6 separate regions of the Mus musculus genome follow, and all the other regions are linked to region 2. Evidence: chromatin contacts called from public HiCAR-type, HiChIP or PLAC-seq, Micro-C and promoter capture Hi-C data. All regions are on one chromosome and are shown on one strand. The core of a region is the stretch at or near the end of the contact, and the rest is flanking DNA. Distances in the headings are between cores, read along the strand shown. Region 1 holds the start of Igf2bp2 (insulin-like growth factor 2 mRNA binding protein 2). Region 2 holds the start of Eif4a2 (eukaryotic translation initiation factor 4A2). Region 3 overlaps Dgkg (diacylglycerol kinase, gamma). Region 4 has its middle 47 kb from the start of Tra2b. Region 5 overlaps Etv5 (ets variant 5). Region 6 holds the start of Rtp2 (receptor transporter protein 2).

Evidence for each region. Promoter capture Hi-C pulls out the DNA fragments that hold promoters and counts their contacts. A called contact is a pair of places that touch in the nucleus more often than the background predicts. HiCAR-type assays count read pairs that join an accessible place to other places. HiChIP or PLAC-seq counts read pairs in DNA pulled down with a chosen protein or histone mark.
Region 1: a contact with region 2 is called in an H3K27ac HiChIP or PLAC-seq map of stem cell-derived neural progenitor cells, with 3 times the contacts expected there. The contact joins the promoter of Igf2bp2 here to the promoter of Eif4a2 in region 2. A contact is called at or near these places in 1 of 39 promoter capture datasets (cranial neural crest) and 1 of 115 datasets of contacts at active chromatin or transcription factors (stem cell-derived neural progenitor cells).
Region 3: a promoter capture Hi-C map of pre-B cells shows a contact between it and region 2, with 3 times the contacts expected there. The contact joins the enhancer-like site here to the promoter of Eif4a2 in region 2. A contact is called at or near these places in 4 of 39 promoter capture datasets (the C10 cell line, cranial neural crest and pre-B cells), 1 of 484 Hi-C or Micro-C datasets (pre-B cells) and 2 of 115 datasets of contacts at active chromatin or transcription factors (embryonic stem cells and memory CD8 T cells).
Region 4: an H3K4me3 HiChIP or PLAC-seq map of embryonic stem cells shows a contact between it and region 2, with 3 times the contacts expected there. The contact joins the enhancer-like site here to the promoter of Eif4a2 in region 2. A contact is called at or near these places in 2 of 39 promoter capture datasets (cranial neural crest and hippocampal neurons) and 5 of 115 datasets of contacts at active chromatin or transcription factors (differentiating embryonic stem cells, embryonic stem cells, extraembryonic endoderm stem cells and 1 more).
Region 5: a contact with region 2 is called in a Micro-C map of embryonic stem cells, with 4 times the contacts expected there. The contact joins the enhancer-like site here to the promoter of Eif4a2 in region 2. A contact is called at or near these places in 5 of 39 promoter capture datasets (the C10 cell line, cranial neural crest, embryonic stem cells and 2 more), 12 of 484 Hi-C or Micro-C datasets (all in embryonic stem cells) and 13 of 115 datasets of contacts at active chromatin or transcription factors (embryonic stem cells, pancreatic cancer cells and stem cell-derived neural progenitor cells).
Region 6: a contact with region 2 is called in a HiCAR-type map of embryonic stem cells, with 5 times the contacts expected there. The contact joins the promoter of Rtp2 here to the promoter of Eif4a2 in region 2. A contact is called at or near these places in 5 of 39 promoter capture datasets (the 3T3-L1 cell line, 3T3-L1-derived adipocytes, the SN4741 cell line and 1 more), 1 of 484 Hi-C or Micro-C datasets (embryonic stem cells) and 5 of 115 datasets of contacts at active chromatin or transcription factors (all in embryonic stem cells).

The regions. Positions count from the first base shown.
Region 1 is chr16:22,161,850-22,164,549 of GRCm38.p6, forward strand. It overlaps Igf2bp2 (insulin-like growth factor 2 mRNA binding protein 2), which reads right to left and starts at 1,450. Exons shown (of 16, transcript NM_183029.2): 1 at 937-1,450. The coding sequence starts at 1,114.
Region 2 is chr16:23,106,172-23,108,966 of GRCm38.p6, forward strand. It overlaps Eif4a2 (eukaryotic translation initiation factor 4A2), which reads left to right and starts at 1,297. Exons shown (of 11, transcript NM_013506.3): 1 at 1,297-1,649; 2 at 2,417-2,462; 3 at 2,548-2,680. The coding sequence starts at 1,621. It overlaps Snord2 (small nucleolar RNA, C/D box 2), which reads left to right and starts at 2,782; the gene lies at 2,782-2,795.
Region 3 is chr16:22,547,087-22,549,786 of GRCm38.p6, forward strand. It overlaps Dgkg (diacylglycerol kinase, gamma), which reads right to left. Exons shown (of 25, transcript NM_138650.2): 20 at 1,566-1,630. Gm15651 (a long non-coding RNA gene) reads left to right here. Exons shown (of 3, transcript XR_384735.4): 1 at 1-1,494; 2 at 1,585-2,700. Among named protein-coding and RNA genes, the nearest start is that of Gm15651, 8.4 kb to the left of the region's middle. Within about 2 kb of position 1,430, at least 168 of the 459 cell types and tissues checked have an H3K27ac peak or open chromatin away from gene starts, as enhancers often do. A contact at or near this core is called in embryonic stem cells, memory CD8 T cells and pre-B cells, where this site is marked.
Region 4 is chr16:22,311,558-22,314,257 of GRCm38.p6, forward strand. No RefSeq gene overlaps it. Among named protein-coding and RNA genes, the nearest start is that of Tra2b, 47 kb to the left of the region's middle. Within about 2 kb of position 1,329, at least 8 of the 459 cell types and tissues checked have an H3K27ac peak or open chromatin away from gene starts, as enhancers often do. A contact at or near this core is called in embryonic stem cells, where this site is marked.
Region 5 is chr16:22,401,574-22,404,273 of GRCm38.p6, forward strand. It overlaps Etv5 (ets variant 5), which reads right to left. Exons shown (of 13, transcript NM_023794.2): 8 at 99-358. Among named protein-coding and RNA genes, the nearest start is that of Etv5, 37 kb to the right of the region's middle. Within about 2 kb of position 1,273, at least 17 of the 459 cell types and tissues checked have an H3K27ac peak or open chromatin away from gene starts, as enhancers often do. A contact at or near this core is called in embryonic stem cells, where this site is marked.
Region 6 is chr16:23,929,311-23,932,089 of GRCm38.p6, forward strand. It overlaps Rtp2 (receptor transporter protein 2), which reads right to left and starts at 1,484. Exons shown (of 2, transcript NM_001008230.3): 1 at 1,225-1,484. The coding sequence starts at 1,388.

The DNA of each region.
Region 1 (2,700 bases), core at 200-2,699, 940 kb before region 2:
CCAGGCCCCCGGGAGCGTGGCCCGCCGCGTGCGTGTGCGGGATGCGAGCTGGGAGCGCGCGCGCGGGCGAGTGTCGCGCTCCGACTCCCGTCCGGGCTCCAGCGCGCTCGCGGGCCCCCCGGTCGCCTCTTTCCCGGTTCTCAGCCCGGGCCCCCACCGAGTTGAGACAGGGTACCTCGTAAAAAGGTGCTCCTGGCCGAGCAGGAGGCGGGGAGACGGGAGGCGGAAAGCCCCCAGCCCCGAGTTCTTCTCAATAAAATCGGACAAAAAATTCAGGGAAAAATAGGAGCGCTTCCGAGACCAGAGAGAGGGAACTGAGCTTCGGGAAAGGACCGAGGGAGATGTGCGGTCCGACAAGGGCCAGGTGGGGAAAAACCCCAAGACCTCGAAGGGTTCAGTAGGTGAAGTCGAGGAGATGCCGAAAGTGGGGGGCCAGAAGACAAGAGGGGGTCTCAAAAGGAGAGTGCGGCTTGGGAGACGACAGAGGGCGAGAGGTCTTTGGCACGAGGCATGGGAAGAAGGAAGGTCTGGCTAGGAGGAGAGATGCTGGATTTGGGGGGGTCCCTGGCAAAGGGGGTACTAGAAGGGTCTAGAAAAAGAAAAACGGGGGACTCTGCAAAGGTGGGGGCGGGGGAAGCTCTGGAGAGCAGCTGGGCACTCCAGGGGCGCTCCTAGGGAGCCAGCGAGCCTGGGGACCCTCGGAGGGGCACAGGGTCGCCTCGACTCTGAGGCCCAAGGGTCTGTGTTAGCCCCCGCGGTGGGGGCAGGGCAGCCGGCCATCCCGGAGCCAGCCCGCCGCGAGAGTCGCGGGGCTGGTGCGTGAAAGTGAGCGTGAGGGCTCGGGAGTCGCGGCGGGCGCGGCCCATGGGGCTCGGCCTCCCCGCTGCCGCCGTCCCGAGCCGGCGAGGCGCGGCGTGGGCTGCGCCGAGTGCTCACCCGAGAGGGTCTCGATGGCGCGGATGGCCCAGTTCTGGTCGGGGTAGTCCACGAAGGCGTAGCCGGACTTGAGTAGGACCTGTCCCGCCAGGGGCAGCTTCCTGTCCCCGAAGAGCTGCCGGAGGTCGTCGGCGGTGACGGCGGGGCTCAGGTTCCCAATGTACAGCTTGTTCATCATCCGCGTCTTCCCGAGAGCCCGCGGCTCCCCCGGCCCGGCACCCGGCGCTCCCGCCGCCTCCGCTGCCCTCCTCTCTCCTCCTGCGCCCGCCCCCGCCCCCACCCTCGCCCTCAGCCTGGCTCCCCCCACCGCGGCCGGCCCGGCCCGCCCGGGGGCAGAGGCGGAGGCGGGGACTCGGCGCGGCTGCCTCCTCCGGGCAGAGTCCCGAGCGGGCGTGCGGACAAAGCGCTTGCTCTGCCTCCCGGTGCCGGGGCGGCGGCGGCGGGCGGACGCACCCCGCGCGCCTGAGAGTTGGAGCGGCGTGTGCACCGCCGAGAGTGCGCGCCCTGCCCGTCCCGCGCCGCGCGCTCCGAGGGCTCGGCGCTCCCAGGCTGCGCGCCCGGCGGGCGGAAGCGGCGGCGGCCCCAACGGGGCCGGGAGCGGCGGAGCCAGGCGGCGCGCGGGAGGTGAGGGGCGCGGACGTGGGCGGGGTGTGTGCAAGGTGGACGCGACGTGGGCGCGGGGCCAGAGTGAGGTGCACCTTGAGGAGAGCTCTGCACGCTAGGGCTGACAACTTTCCTCGCGCGTCCCGAGCCACGCACCGATCTAGAGACTCGCTGCGAGCCAAGCTCTTGGAAGAAGGGGGCGCATGTGGTCAAAGGACGGAGGAACACACGGGTCCCCTCCCCCAGACCGTGTATTCTAGTAAAGTTACCGTGGCGCCGAGCCTCGGTTTCCCCAACCAAGAAAGGAGAGCCAGACCCGAGGCCAGGTGATGGCCGAGGTGACGATGCACAGGCTGAGGGGCGGGTTTCAGTCCCAGGCTTGGTAGGCGTTCCCTGAACTCTGGAAGGAACTGGAGAGGGAAGGAACTGGAGAAGAAAGTTGTCCTTCCACGCGGAGGACGGAAGAGGCAGGGTCCTAGTCCCTCTCCCGGGAAGGAGCCAGACAGATTGCCAAGCGGCAATCTAAGTCACATGGCTCCGTGGGAATCGTAGAAATAAAGGGCTCCAGAAAAGAACGGAGGGATTTTGAGGTGAGATGGCTTTGGACTTCTGTGTGATCCGGGAAGTGTTCCTTGGTTTTTTAGAAGGCTTACGTGTTGGGAGGTATGTCTGGGTGGAGAAGTCACCATGGGCCATAGGGTCTGTCTCCTCTATACTCAGATCCAGCAGTATGCCCCAAAGTGTGCCAACATCCCTGAGCCTAACTTTTATCCCTAGAGAAAATAAAACAACCACCCCTTGTGAGGGTGACATAAAAGGCTAGCTGAGTAATGTGTGACACACTGCACTCTGCTTCCATTTCTTTACCCAGGGAAACTTAAAAGCTGGGTGGACAGGACAGGGGGAGCGGTCCTTAATTACTTGTCTTGATAAGGAAGTGATGGATGATTCTTTCTCATCTAGATATTTACTGACATCTCAATTCTAGCTTTCATCAACTATCCACACATTTTCCTCTCTGGACTTTACTGCTTCTAGAACTGGGAATAGGGCTTTGATAGTGTTGCCCAGACTGACAGATAAACCAGGGATAGATGCTTCCTGAGTAAAATGTGGAAGAAGCTCGCCAGTGAAAACAACTTGTGAGTGCTGCACAACTCA
Region 2 (2,795 bases), core at 47-2,546:
GGCAAGGTCTCATTATATAGCCCTTGCTGGCCTGAACCCTCTAAGACTTGCAGGGATCCACGAGCCTCCACTTCCTGAGTGCTAGGGTTAAAAGTCCATGTCACCACACCCGGTCTCTATTTTGTCATCATTTTGTAACAGTTTCTGACACAATAACTTCCAAATAAGTACAGGTTTTATTTTTGAGTAAGGATAGCACATAGGGCTGGCAAGATGATTCAATGCTGGCCTTAGGGCATGCTGACCTAAGTTCCATCCCCAGGACCCACTTGTGGGATCCAAGTAGTAGGAGACGAATCAACTCCTAAGAGTCGTCCGTTGACTTCCACGCGCTGAGGTGCACACTCAATAAATAAACAAATACAATTTAATCTAATTTAATCTTTTTAGAGCCAAATACTTTTCGTAAATTACCAAACTGAGCCTTTTCCTTCTCTGGTTAGTCAGTCTTTGGTCTTCTGAATTAATGAGAAAAATTTTTGAGTGTTCAGGATACTTTCATATTTTAAAATTCAAGGATTAAATATCTTATATTTTTTTGCAAGGGGCTCGAGTTGTGGCTGACTGGAAACGTCTAGGCTTATGCAGCCATGCAAGTTTATTACGAGCAATACGAACTATATTGTCTCAATTTCAGTAAGGCAATATTAGATGATTAAAATCGTTTTTGTTTTTTGTTTTTGTTTTGTTTTACCAGAAGAGACAATCAGCTCTTGAAGTGCTAGGGCTGAGTCTGCCAGAAGCACCCATTTACATTTCTGTGTTACAAAGAATGACAGGTCCTTTGCACAAGTTGGTAGTGATTCTATCAGTCATTTCTCGCACCTGTTAGGTTGAAATTATTAGCATTATTTTTTAAGCCAGAGCTGAAGACGACCGACCAGAAAGAGATGAAAATCGAATCACCACCCTAGGGACATCTGTTAATGATACTACACACTGTGCTTCTCGTCTTACAAAAATAGAACTGCAAACTGGATTTCCTAGGATGTGCTGGGTGGCCGACATTTTCCGTGGCAGGGGTTTCACACGTTCCAGATCTGAATGGATATTAAATGGCTGGGCGAAATGCCAGGTAGCCCTTTCCTGTCACATTAAACAGCAGTGAGAACGGGCGGGGTAACCCTATTCTGTTCCGGCACGGAACGCGGTGGCTCGGACCAAGGGCACGCTGACGCGCAGGTAGCCCGGAGCTGCGTCCTGGAGACGCCGCCCGCCAGCGAACAGCGCCACCGGCTTCCGCCCTAAGCGCCCAGGGCTCCGCCGGCCTCTGCGGCAGGGCCGCGGAAACCCCGTAGGAGCAGGGCGGCCGAGGAGCGCGGCGCGCGGTCGCGCTGCTGCAATATTCTTCCGCCGAAAGCAAAGAGTCCCAGACCCGTTCCCGATTCGTGGATCTCCGGGAACGCTGTAATACCAAGTAATAGTGAAATGTGGATTTTGTCATCGACTCCTGTAGGGCTTCACCTCCGGTAACAAACTCCAGGAGTACAATTTTGTGGCTTCCGAAAGGGGAATAAGGAAATTCCTCCGCGAGAAACGGGTTCCGGCCGCGAGCCTATAAAAAACGGGCGGCGCCGTCCGCCTGTCTTTTCAGTCGGGCGCTGAGTGGGTTTTCGGATCATGTCTGGTGGCTCCGCGGATTACAACAGGTACGGCGCTCCCGGGGCGGCCGGTGGCCTGTAGTCAAGGTCACTAGGACCCGCGTTGAGGTGGGTTGCTTGGCGGCCACACTGCAGGTATGCGGGCTTTTTCTTAGGGCACACACTTCTCCTTGTGCCCTTCGAGAAGCTTCCATGATGGTAAGACTCCAGATGTTGGGGAGACAGGACGGATACAAGAACGGAGTATTAAGGATGCCCTTTCTTAGGACACATTGTGACATCTTGGCTGCTGCCCCTCCCCGTACGGGATATGGCAAGCGGAGCCGTGGCGCAGACTGCTTAGGGGCGGGTAACCGGGACCCGAAGGTTTATTGGCGGCCAGTGGCGCGAGCTGGCGTTCTTAGGGTTCTGTCGAGATGGGAGATTGGACGGCCAGGGGACGATCACCCTGGACCGTGAAACGGAGCGACGGAGCCGTTGGCATGGACCTGCCTGGGCCTTTCGGCGTCAATCACGCCGGCTTGCGCAGAGTTAGGGGCGGAGCTCGGCGCGCGGAGCACTCGCGAGAGCTTCGCTTCCCAAGCGGGAGGGCCTGGTCCTAGGGCACTGAGTAAAGGGGCGTCTATACTTAGGGGTCCAAGTCCCAAGCTGTTGGGGAGGGCGAATGGCGCTTCGCAGCATTGCGGCCGGTTTTGAGGCGTTTTCAGCAGAGCACAGGGGCGCGGAGGGGAATGAGGTACGGGGTGGAAGGGCCCTTTAAGGGTCTCTGCGTGGCTTGGAAGCAGTATGTCTAACTGCAGTGTTGTTGTCAGCAGAGAACATGGCGGCCCAGAGGGAATGGACCCCGATGGTGTCATCGAGGTAAGGAGTGGGTGTGGACGTTAAAGGTTTGGAAAGGTACATTTTTTTTTCATGTCTTATTCATAGTTTCATTATTAACTTACAGAGCAACTGGAATGAAATTGTTGATAACTTTGATGATATGAATTTAAAGGAGTCCCTTCTTCGAGGCATCTATGCATATGGTTTTGAGAAGCCTTCAGCTATTCAGCAAAGAGCTATTATCCCTTGTATTAAAGGTAAAACTCTATTGCCGTTAGGATAAGTGCTCTGCACATACATGGACCGGAAAAGGGAAAGTGACCTTTGGGGAAGTACTAGCACCTGATTGTATTCCTTAAAGTGAAATGATGG
Region 3 (2,700 bases), core at 180-2,679, 560 kb before region 2:
AGCATCCTTGAACATCAAGGAAGAAACGAGCTGGCCCAGAGTTGGGACACAAAGAGAAATCCCCCAAAGTGGTTATTCTCAAAAGGCCACCACTCCATGCTGCCTGGCCCATCAATGGAGCTCAAGGTCACCTCAGAAAAAGACTTGAAGAGGCGAAACAAGAAGCTTCGAAACCAGCACGTAAACTACCTATTGTCAGGAGATCTGGTCTCTTGAGAAAGGTTCCTTCTGGCACCTACTTATCTCTGAGCCTACACCACATGCCTGCTAAGGGTGCAGACTCTCAATAGTCACAATACCAATGATCTCAAAGCTTTGGGCACAACTGAACTTGGGTTTTATGCCTGTCATCTTTTCTTGTCATTAACAAATTTGTATTTGACTTTTAAACATCTTAAAGCTTGCCTACTTTCCCAGTGTAAATAGGACTCTTCCATGTAAATACTTTAATAAAATATGATAGTGGTTTAAAAATAGTGGTTGCATGCATGCCCGGGGGTGATGAGGTGGAGGAAGGGTTGTCATTGCCCATTGGTGACTATAGACAACAAGGGCTGGCAAGACATGTTTGTAGTATGCTGTGGGTCCAGGGTCTGAGTGAGACCGAATGTCACCCTAATACAGTTCAGATGCTGTTAGATCCGGGTTTGACATTACCTCACTGTTCTCAGCCTCTTCCTGGTATAGCTCCCAGGCTGTGGAGTCAGGGGCTGAGCTGGTAGGGAAATGTCCTCAAATAACACCCGAACTTCTGCTTTGAGGAGAATTCTGCGGCCTCACGCAATAGCAACCCGTGAGGTTCAAAGATCAAGCCCAAGTCATTATCCCACTGCTGCCCACCTGCCTGGGGCTAGGCGTGGAATCCAGGCATGATCTTCAAATCAGTACAACAAAGACGATAGCGTCATAGAAGAGAGAGAAATGAGCAAGAAAAGGAAAATGGACAACTCCATGGTAATTGTTTGCCAGTTACCTCGCGGTTCTGGTAAATTTCATTCGCTTTGCAAGACAGATTTGGGTTCTCTTGCAATGGATTTGGTTTTCTCTTTTCTTTCCAGTTTGAACCCAATCTCCAGGCATGCAGGAGCCAATAGGAAGCCGCTGTGATGCCCTCGATGGTCACAGCATTGTAGGGACCTCACTGCTGCCCTCTGCTGTCCAGGAGAGTGCCTGGCACCTTCTCGGGTCTAAGACCCTAGCAGAGCCTTTCGCTCCCCCAATCCCCTGCGAGACGCTGGCTTTTGAGAGGAAACCTCTAAGTTCCTGGAGGGGTTCCAGGAGGCCAAAGGCAGGCTCCCTGCCACTCATGCCGTCCCAGACCCCTCCCTCTGTTCAGTTCCTGCGGGAGGGGACCGGCAGCTAGGCTGTGGCAGGTTTCTGACATTTTTTTTTTTTTTTCCTTCTTAGAAATGGAAACCCTCCTTCCGGCAACGTGGCAGGAAAGCGAAGTCCCCTGGCGGTCGACCCAGGCCAAGGACATTTCCGTGGTAGCAGGTGGGAGGCCCGCACTGGCTGCAGTGCCGGGCAGGCGGGGTGCCACCACGGCAGCCAGCGAGCTCGCTTACCTGCTGTTGAATTTTTCAGGGTGTTTCTCTCTCATCATATGGAATCTGTGTGCAATTGAAGCATCCTGGAAACGGAAGAAAAGAAGGCAAGAAAAGCCTGGTTAGTGATTGTGGCCATGAGGTATGGTGGGAAGACACACATATATGCCCCTGGAAGGCCCAGATTCCAGAGACTCCAAATCATAGGGGCACAGCACCGCGTCCAGGCGTAAGCTAGTGCCACCACTCCGTCCTTTGAGAGCCTCACTTGGTTGCCTCAGAGCCTGGCACTCATCACAGTATCTCAAGCCCAGTGAGTGGCCACAGTTCAGCCTTTGTAAACACAGGCAAGAGCAGGCTCTAAAGAGAAGAGTGAGGGGCTCTCCTCAGGTGAAGCCAGAAGCCAGTGAGGAGTGGGTGAGGTGTGGTGAGGTGTGGTGTGGTGTGGTGTGGTGTGGTGTGGTGTGGTGTGGTGTGGTGATGGGTGGTGACATAAAGTGAGGACTATTTCATGAGAAGTTGCAAAAATAGTACTTTTTCTCATGTCCCACTCACCCAGCGTCCAGCGATGATAACATCTTATATAACAGCACATTATCAAACCCAAAGCTGTCGCTGGTATTAACTCTTTGTTGTCTGTTTCACCCAAAACAATTAACAATAGTACTGGATAGTGCGTTTAGCAGACAACAAAAGTGTATTAAACGTCTAACTTCTGCCTATTAATCATTCTATCCACAGGACTGCCTCTGAAGCTAGCGACAATCTTGATCCTTTCCTATCCAATCTGTTGCCCCACCCCCCACTTTGGCTGCATGGCTGGCTATCTGTACCACAGAACTCACCACGACGCTCCATGACACTGTGTTTCTGGGTGTCCCATTTCTCAGGTTGGAACCAGAGTCCAGCCCAGAGTCCTATCTGCATCCCACACTCCCATTACAGCTATCTGTGAGTGCTCATGGTTGTGACTGGTGTTGACATGGTGGGGCTCCAGGACCTATAGGCCAGAATAGGATCCAAGCTGAACTCGGTTCTTCACTCTTAGCCTCCTGCACCTCCTAACGAGCCCAGCAGAAGAGTGTGTACTGCCCCCTTATCACACAGTCCCAATCGAGCACTGTGGAGGCAGATGCTGAACACTCGAAATTAACTA
Region 4 (2,700 bases), core at 79-2,578, 790 kb before region 2:
TTACAAGGGTCAAGCGCTTGGCCCTGATGGGATGGAAGGAGTCACCCAACAGCTACACATCTGTTGTCTGCAGTTAGGTCAGCCTCTTCTTTTTCTTCATTAATGTGTGTGGCAAAGACTGGGGAGACGATGCCTGCTCTTCCTGGCACGCAGCTGGGCCTCATTTCCTAGTACATTCTGCAGTGAACTGCAGCTGTGTAGCCGACTTACAGATGCTCCAGTTACGATCAGAAGTGATGCAGGAGCCGGGCGAGGGCAGTGCACATCTTTAATCCCAGCACTTGGGAGGCAGAGGCAGGCGGGGGCTCTGAGTTCGAGGCCAGCCTGGTCTACAGAGTGAGTTCCAGGACACTCAGGGCTACATAGAGAAACCCTGTCTCAAAAAGCCAAAACTGAACCAAAACAAACAAACAAACAAAAAAAAACCCCAGAAGTGATGCAGGATGCTTCTAGGCTTGTGCACAGCTCTTAGCTCTGTTGCAATGCTACTTCATCCTCACCATGTACTGATGCTCACAGAAAACTACATTTAGGGAATGGTGGCCCCAGCTACAGAAACTTCATGTCGAAGAACAGCCCCAACTCAAGAGATAAATAAATTAAATAAATAAACAAGCATATCTCTTTAAGGGGCTAACATGACGGTCTATTAGTTAAGAATGTGTGCTGTTCTTCCCAAGGAACCCAGTTAATTCCCAGCACCTGCACTGAGCAGCTTAGTCTACCCGTGACTCCAGAGCCCAGAACTTCGGATGCTTTGGACCTCCTCGGGAGGCACTTGCACTAAGGTGTTTGTGCACACGCACACAATTGAAAATGGTAAACATTAAAATATAAAAAAATCCCACAGATTAGAAATACCTACTTTGAACTTTATTTGAACCAGAAATGAATTTCCATACAACTAAGGGCAATTCACGTTGTGCCTGTTTTACAAAGAGGAAAAAGGGATCAGAAAGGTCAAGTAATTTGCATAATGTCACAAGGTTGAAAGTAACTATCCTGAGTGAGCCTGACTGTTCAACTCTCTAGCCCAAATCCTGTCCATGGCAATCTACTGCTTCCAGTGTGAGGGACTAGTTCCTCAGTGCCTACGCTGTGCTTTCTCTTCCTATTTAAATCACCCCTCTGTAGATTGGGGGTCTAAGTTGCAAACCTAACAGAGGAAAGAATCCAAGGATCCCATTCTATAGCAAACGGCATAGGAGGAAACCTGAGAGCCGGATAGGGCTGGCAGAGCTGGCTCAAGCTGCAGGGCCTGGGTTCAAGCTCAGGAACCTGGAAGTTCTAAAGAGTTTTTGATTTCTAATGACACTCCTGCTGATCCTCTGTGTCCCTCCCATCTGGGCTCAGAGGTGACCTCTATGAGCTGCCCAGAGAGGCCCCAGTTACCTCTTTGTTCAACAATGGCCGAGATAACAAAAGGAAATCAGATGCAGGTGAAAGTTTATTTTTAACATTTCTGAGGCCAATGGGGGGATTTAACAGGAAAATCGGAGCTTTTCTGCTGTCTCTCTCCAAAAGTGGCTCTCATGCTTTTGGCTAGCCTGGACTCCAGTGTGCTTGGATCTTATCCAGGGGCTGATGGGGGACAGGGTAGACAGTGTAGTCTTTCTGGGCCTTCTTTTGGCAAGAAATAGACATTTGGGAGCTGGGAATGCAGCTCAGTTGTTAGAGTGCATGATTGCCCATGCTAGAGTGCATGCCCATGTTAGAGTGCATGATTGCCCAAGGTTATCCTTGGCTATACAATGATTTTGAGGCCAGCATCAGCTATGCTGGGGGGAGGGGAGGAGAGATTTCTTTGTTTGAAGTTGGAGTTCAGCTTGCCTTCCCTGGCTGTGATCAACAGCTCTGGAAGCCCAGCTGCTCAGGACATCTCATATACATACCATCCCTTTACCCTTCCATCAAACGGGACTGACACTTGAACAAATGTGTGGTAAAGGGGATGTTTGTTGGGCTCAAGGACATGTGGCTTTAGTTACAGTTGGGGAGGTTGAGGCAGGAGGCAGGAGGGCTGCAAGTTATGTGTAGTCTGCTTAAGAAAAAAACAACAAAAACCCACCACCCACCCAAACAAACAACAAAACACAAGGGAAAAGACTGTTCTGTGAAACCCTTAGCCCATCGTCTCAGCTCTATGGTTCTCTGACTAGCAGGCTCACCACCTTCCGGTTGGAGAAATTGGTAGTTCCTGACTTCCTGTCCTGGCTAATAGCACTTCCTCCACGTACCCAGCATTCCCCACTTTCCTCGATAGCAGCTCCTAAAATTCAACAAGGGTCAACTCAAGGCCGAATCTCTCACAGGGCACCTTGTTCTGTTTTCTGGTTGTTTTGGCTTCTCTTCCTTCTCCTGCTCCTCCTCCTCCTCTTCCTGTCCCTTTGAGATAGTGTCTCACTATGTAGCCATAGCTGACCTAAAATCTGCTCTGTGGACTCAGGTGGCCTTGAACTTGTAACTAACCTGCTTCCTCCTGTGCTGTGACCAAATTCTCAAGCCACCACACCCAGCCTGTTTTCTCACTGTAAACAAATTTTAATTCTTTGAAACTTTCATACAATTATTTGATTATATTCATACTCTACTCCTGCCCCCTAACTTCCGATCCATTTTACTTTTAGTGATCTGTTGACTTCAAGCTGTGTTGCTCATGTACTCACTCCTGGATGTGGTGCCTTCCACGGAATTCAAGGA
Region 5 (2,700 bases), core at 23-2,522, 700 kb before region 2:
CCCGAAAGGCAATTCTTAGACCCTCGAAGAGAGCAGCCCAATGCTCATCAGACAGCCAGGTGAGAACATAGACGCCGATGCAGTGAGTTTGCGCTAACCTGAGTCAGCACAGTAATCTCGGGGCTCCTGCTTGATCCCCATGGGTGACTGGAACCCATGTGCTGGAGGACCAGGCATCCCAGGGACCCCATGTTCATACAGTGGGTCATGGTATTCCTGCTTGAATCCCTGAAGGGGTGGCGGAGCTGCGGGGACAATGGGCTCTGACATCTGCCGGTGGTAGCTGGGGCGACTATCTCCAGGAACTCCTGACTGAGGAGGGAAGGGATGGCTGGGCTCAGACAGCTGTCGCTGAAATCTGGAAGGAAAAAAAGCATATTGTTTAATACCATATGAACACTCACTATGATTCAACATTTGGGATTAGCCACCACATCTGGTTTTTAAAAGATAAATTAATTTCTAAATGAAAAAAGTTCTCACTAATGTAAAATGTTGTTTACTATCAATGTGTGTGCGCCATGTTTATTATCAATGTGTGTGCGCCATGGCTCACGTGTGACAGTCTGAGAATAACGCTGTGGATTCACTTCCATCTCACTGGCCCACAAACTACTTTTGAGAAGAACCAAGGACTTACTTGGTATTGATACATTATCATAAAATGACCGTAATTATAAGAAATGAAAAGTTGATTGGTAGATCAAAGAAACTGAATTAATCAAGAACCCTTAATCCTTTTATTACCTGTTAAATCATTTCAAATGTGTAGGGAAGGCTAGGTTCCATTTTACACTGCATTCTAACATAAATGTTATGGATGAAAGACTTCACATTATGAAGCAAATGTATATGAGAACATATGTACAATTTCAGGGGTGGGAGAAGCCGTTTATAAATTACCTTACTAAGAGTAGAAACCATCAAGATATACGAGGGCAGAAGCAAAGTGGAGGGAAACCAGAATCTGTAATAACCAGAAAATGCCGGAAGCAGAATCCAGCAAAAATGAAGATGCGGCAGCCACTGACCTGCCTTTTATTTTTACTTGAGTGAGGCTCAGGATGACAGCAGATCCTCCTTTTAAGTGCTAGCATTGAAGGTGAGTATATCTAAGCCTTTAAAGAGTAACTGAAGGTCAGCATTTTAGTGTGGCAGTTTGAATAAGAATGGCCCTCACAGAATCCCAGATTTGAATGCTTAGTCACCAGGGAGTGGCAATGGCTCTGTTTGGAAGATTAAAAGGATTAAGAGGTGTGGCCTCAGCTGGGTCTGGGTGGTGGATGCCTTTAATCCCAGCACTGGGGAGCCAGAAACAGGTGGCCTCTATAAGGCCAGCCTGGTCTACAGAGTGAGTTCTAGGACAGAGAAACCCTGTCTGGAAAAACAAAAACAGACAAACAAGCAAACAAAGAAAAGCAAAAGCCTTGTTGGAGGAAGTATGTCATTGGGGAGGTGGGCTCTGAGGTTTCACAAGCCCAGGCTAAACCCAGGCTCTCCAGGCCTATGGGTCAGGATGTAGCTCTCAGCTACTTCTCCAGCACTGCGTGCTTGCCACCACGCTCCCTGCCACAAGGACAATGGACCTCTGAAACGAAAAGCAAGCTCCAATTAAATGCTTTGCTTCGTAAGAGTTTCCTTGGTTATGGTATCTCTTCACATATAGAACAATGACTAAGACAAACAGGAAAATGAGTGAAGAAATACTAACATATGCACTAGTAAACGTAAAATGTTTGCTTTCAAGTTAGACATAGCTGTAAGAACTAAAAACCAGCATGTTAACAGAATAAAAACAGACACATTTATCAATGGAATAGAATGGAGGACCCTAGATTAAGTCCCTGTTCCTATAATACCTGAAATTTGACAAATATTAAAAAAAAAAAAAAAAAAAAAGTCAGGCGTGGTGGCTCACTCCTTTGATCCCAGCACTCAGGAGGCAGAGGCAGGCGGATCTCTGAGTGTGAGGCCAGCCTGGTCTACAAAGTTAGTTCCAGGACAGCCAGGGCTATACCGAGAAACCCTGTCTCGAAAGAAAAAACAAAAACAAAACACACACACACAGAGAAGAAAAGACAACATCTTTAAGAAATAAACAGCGCTGGTCAAACCAGACAGCTCCATATAGAACGTTTCCCTTCCCTCTCACCCTGTACCCAAATCAAATGGATCCGAGATCTCAATGTCAGACCCCAAACTCTAGAAGAAAAAGTAGGGAGTACAGGTCTGGATTCAGGCTTAGGTAAGGATTTTCTGAATAGGACTCTGAATGATCCAGGAAATCAGGCCATCAATGAAAGTGGGACTCCAGGAAATTCAAGTTTCTGCCCTGCAGGAAGCTATTGTTGACTGAAAAGGCCACCTGTTAGGTGGTACCTGCCAGAGGATTAGTATATACAATATACTAAGAGCAAAAACTAAACGAAACACCAAGAAAACAAATGATCCCATTAAATGTGGACTAGAAGAACTACATGCAGCCAAGAGCGCTTCAAAGCGTCCTCTCCTTAGCTACAAAGGCAAACTACATTACTGTAAGATTCTACCTCACCCATCAGAATTGCTAAGATTAAAAAAACAAAAGACACGCTTCTTTTTAATAGATTTAACCAAGTAGTTGGACTTAGATTTGAATCAATCTGTGTCATCAGGTGCTAACAGATTTCTAGAACATCAAGACTTAAGCCAGAGATCTGG
Region 6 (2,779 bases), core at 234-2,733, 820 kb after region 2:
CCCCAGGAGGCTCAAATGCTTCATGCGTGCAGTCTCCCAAGTCTTTAAAATAAGCCAGTCTAGAACAACTTCCCTCCCTCAAGACAGACCCCATATCTCCAAAAGTATCAAACATTGGTGAGCATTTGGGACGTAGGGGAGGGGGGCTTGGGGGGGGGGAGGTGAGACTGAAGCATAGAAAATAGAGATCATGCAGCTACTTAGAGAGATTTCCACTGCCCAGCATTGATAACAGGAGACAACACAAACCAACCAACTATGCCCTGTCCTATGCTAACACATGCTCTATTTATTTGTTGGCAAGGCCTATGGTCAGCCTGCCTTTTTCTGCTCCCACCCACATGCTGTTGTCTACTCAAGAGGCTTCACATTCTTACAATATGGACAACCCAGCCATAATTTTTTCACACCTCCACAACACAGCCACCAGCTCGCCTGGGGGGGGGGGGGGCGCTGCACCACTGCAGGTGAGCTGGAGGCTGTCTGACCAAGAAACTGTGGCTCCCATCCCCCACCCCCATCATCTGTTTGTAAAAGGGAAACGATTTTAGAAGAGCCCCCAGGACACTCTGCATGGCAGAAGAGTGAGGAGCACTTAGGAGGATCTAGGGCAAGTGCTGCCTGAGGTCAGCAACTTGTCATCCACTGACAGTAGTGTTGGACGGGATTGGAGTAGTGTTTTAAGATGAGCTAAGATGAGCTCCCTTGCCTTGTAAATATGAAAACTGGGAACCAGAGAAAGAAGGGGACAAGGCCAAGTTCACAGAGCTATGGAACCAGGCTCTCAAATATACTATGTGATCAGTAACTTGTTCTGTCTTCATGTCTAGTTGCATTTGATTGAGCAGATGGACACCACAGCCGCCAAACACATATACCCCAACTTCTAGGTTGAGAATTCTGGAGATCCCCATTGTACCTCCTCTCCATTCTATCTATACTAGGCATCTGAATTTGCAGGGCTTTGAAGCCTTGCCAGTCTTGATTTTCTATGGAAAACTGAGACTCAAATGCAGGGCACAATTTGTTCCAAGGAACCAAGGAACCTGAACAACTGTGGTTAGAAACATAGCCTAGATGGTCCTTCTGGTGGTTCATTGCCTGCTTGTCACCTGAGCTGACCTGGTGAGACCTACCAGAGGCCCAGACTTGCAAAGTCTGTGACAGCCCCCATCCTTCTGGGGGAGGGAGGGCTTCCTGCACCTCCTCCCACCAGCCTCTCACCTGCCTGAGGCATGTTGCTCCAGGTACTGCTTCCAGCCAGGGCCCAGCTCATTGGGCTTGAGGGTGGGGTCTATGATGAGCTCCCAGCTGTCCGCTGGCTTGGCCACCTCCATCTTCTCGTAGAAGACCTTCTTCCACTCACAAGTGGTCAGGCTGGTGGACATGGTCCTGTTGGCTGGGATAGAAGGGTGAACTCAGCCCAAGGAAGAACAGAAAGCTTAGATAGATGCAGCCCAGGCAGTCTCTGTGGTCCAAAAAGCCTTACCCACAAGAGCCAGCTTCCTCTTTTGTCACCCTGGAACCTGTTACTATGACAGCCAGGCAGGTACCAGGAGCCAGGGATAGGGAGGAGGCAAGCCTCCAGGGAGAGTTCCAGGGTCCTGAGCCAGATTGCAGAGGCAAACTGAATTGTAATGCTGACTAGGTTGAGAAAGCAGAGAGAGGTGAGATCCAACCCATGGGCTGACGGAGGTTCCCCAGAGGACAAGGGCTATGTGGTGGCCCTTTTTCACCCCACTGCTCTTCCCTGCTTTCTCCAGCCATGTGCCATGGCAACCATAATACCCTAGGGACGTCAGCAGAAGCAGAATGGAGATATGGGACCTGATGCTCCCACACTCCTGATGCATTGTGGCCATTGTTTGCCATGTGCTAGCCACAAGCTACTTGATCTGTGTACTAGCCAAGACAGACCAGAAAGCAGGCTTCTGTAACCCCCAAGTGATCATCCACAATTCAGATCCAGGCCTTCCTAAATGATGTCTACCCCTTTAATTATCTCGAGCGTATTATGCTCCTAACATCGTGATGAAGGGAGACGCGACAAGTGACACGTCGCTCTCCCTTCGCTGGAGAATTCTCAATCCGGTTGGTGAGACAGAAGTAATTTAATACACTGTGAAAAGCTCAGTGATAACAGTTCACACTCCAGGGTTGCCACAGTCACTCCCTGCTCCCAGGGCTCGCGGAGGCTGCTGCTACGGGATCTAGTATCTTCCGAGCTGCAGGCTGAGCTACCTCAGCTGATGCAGAGCAGACAACAGAGAGCCGAGGCTTCCTGACGCCCAAGTTCTATTTTTTTACAGACCAGAGGCTGTGGATACCTGGTTCTGCCCCGGATATTGCGAGGTTTCTGCGATGTCTGTAGTCCATCACCTGTCACTTCTTTAACCTGAAGCTCTGGCTTCTAGGGCTGTGGAGACAGCGAAAGTAGGCAGAACTAAAAAGGGTAGCTAGGTGCCGGAAGTTATCAGTGCTGGGTTCCAGATTTGTCATGCGCCTCCATATGGTCTCTGTGTGGGATAGGGTTAGGAGGATGGCCACTGAACATCCTTCAACTCAGAGAAGTGCTCTTCCACTAGCTTTGTGTTAACCTATAGAAGTACAAGTCTGTGCTGTAAGGCCATCAAGAACTACTGATTTCCGGTTTCCTTATTGGCCTCGATTTAAATTCCCAAACCCCAGCCCTCCTTCCCTTTTTCTTTTTCTTATTTTTTATTTATTTACTTTTTTGGAAGGGTTTCACTATGTAGCCTTGGCTGGCATGGAAATCACA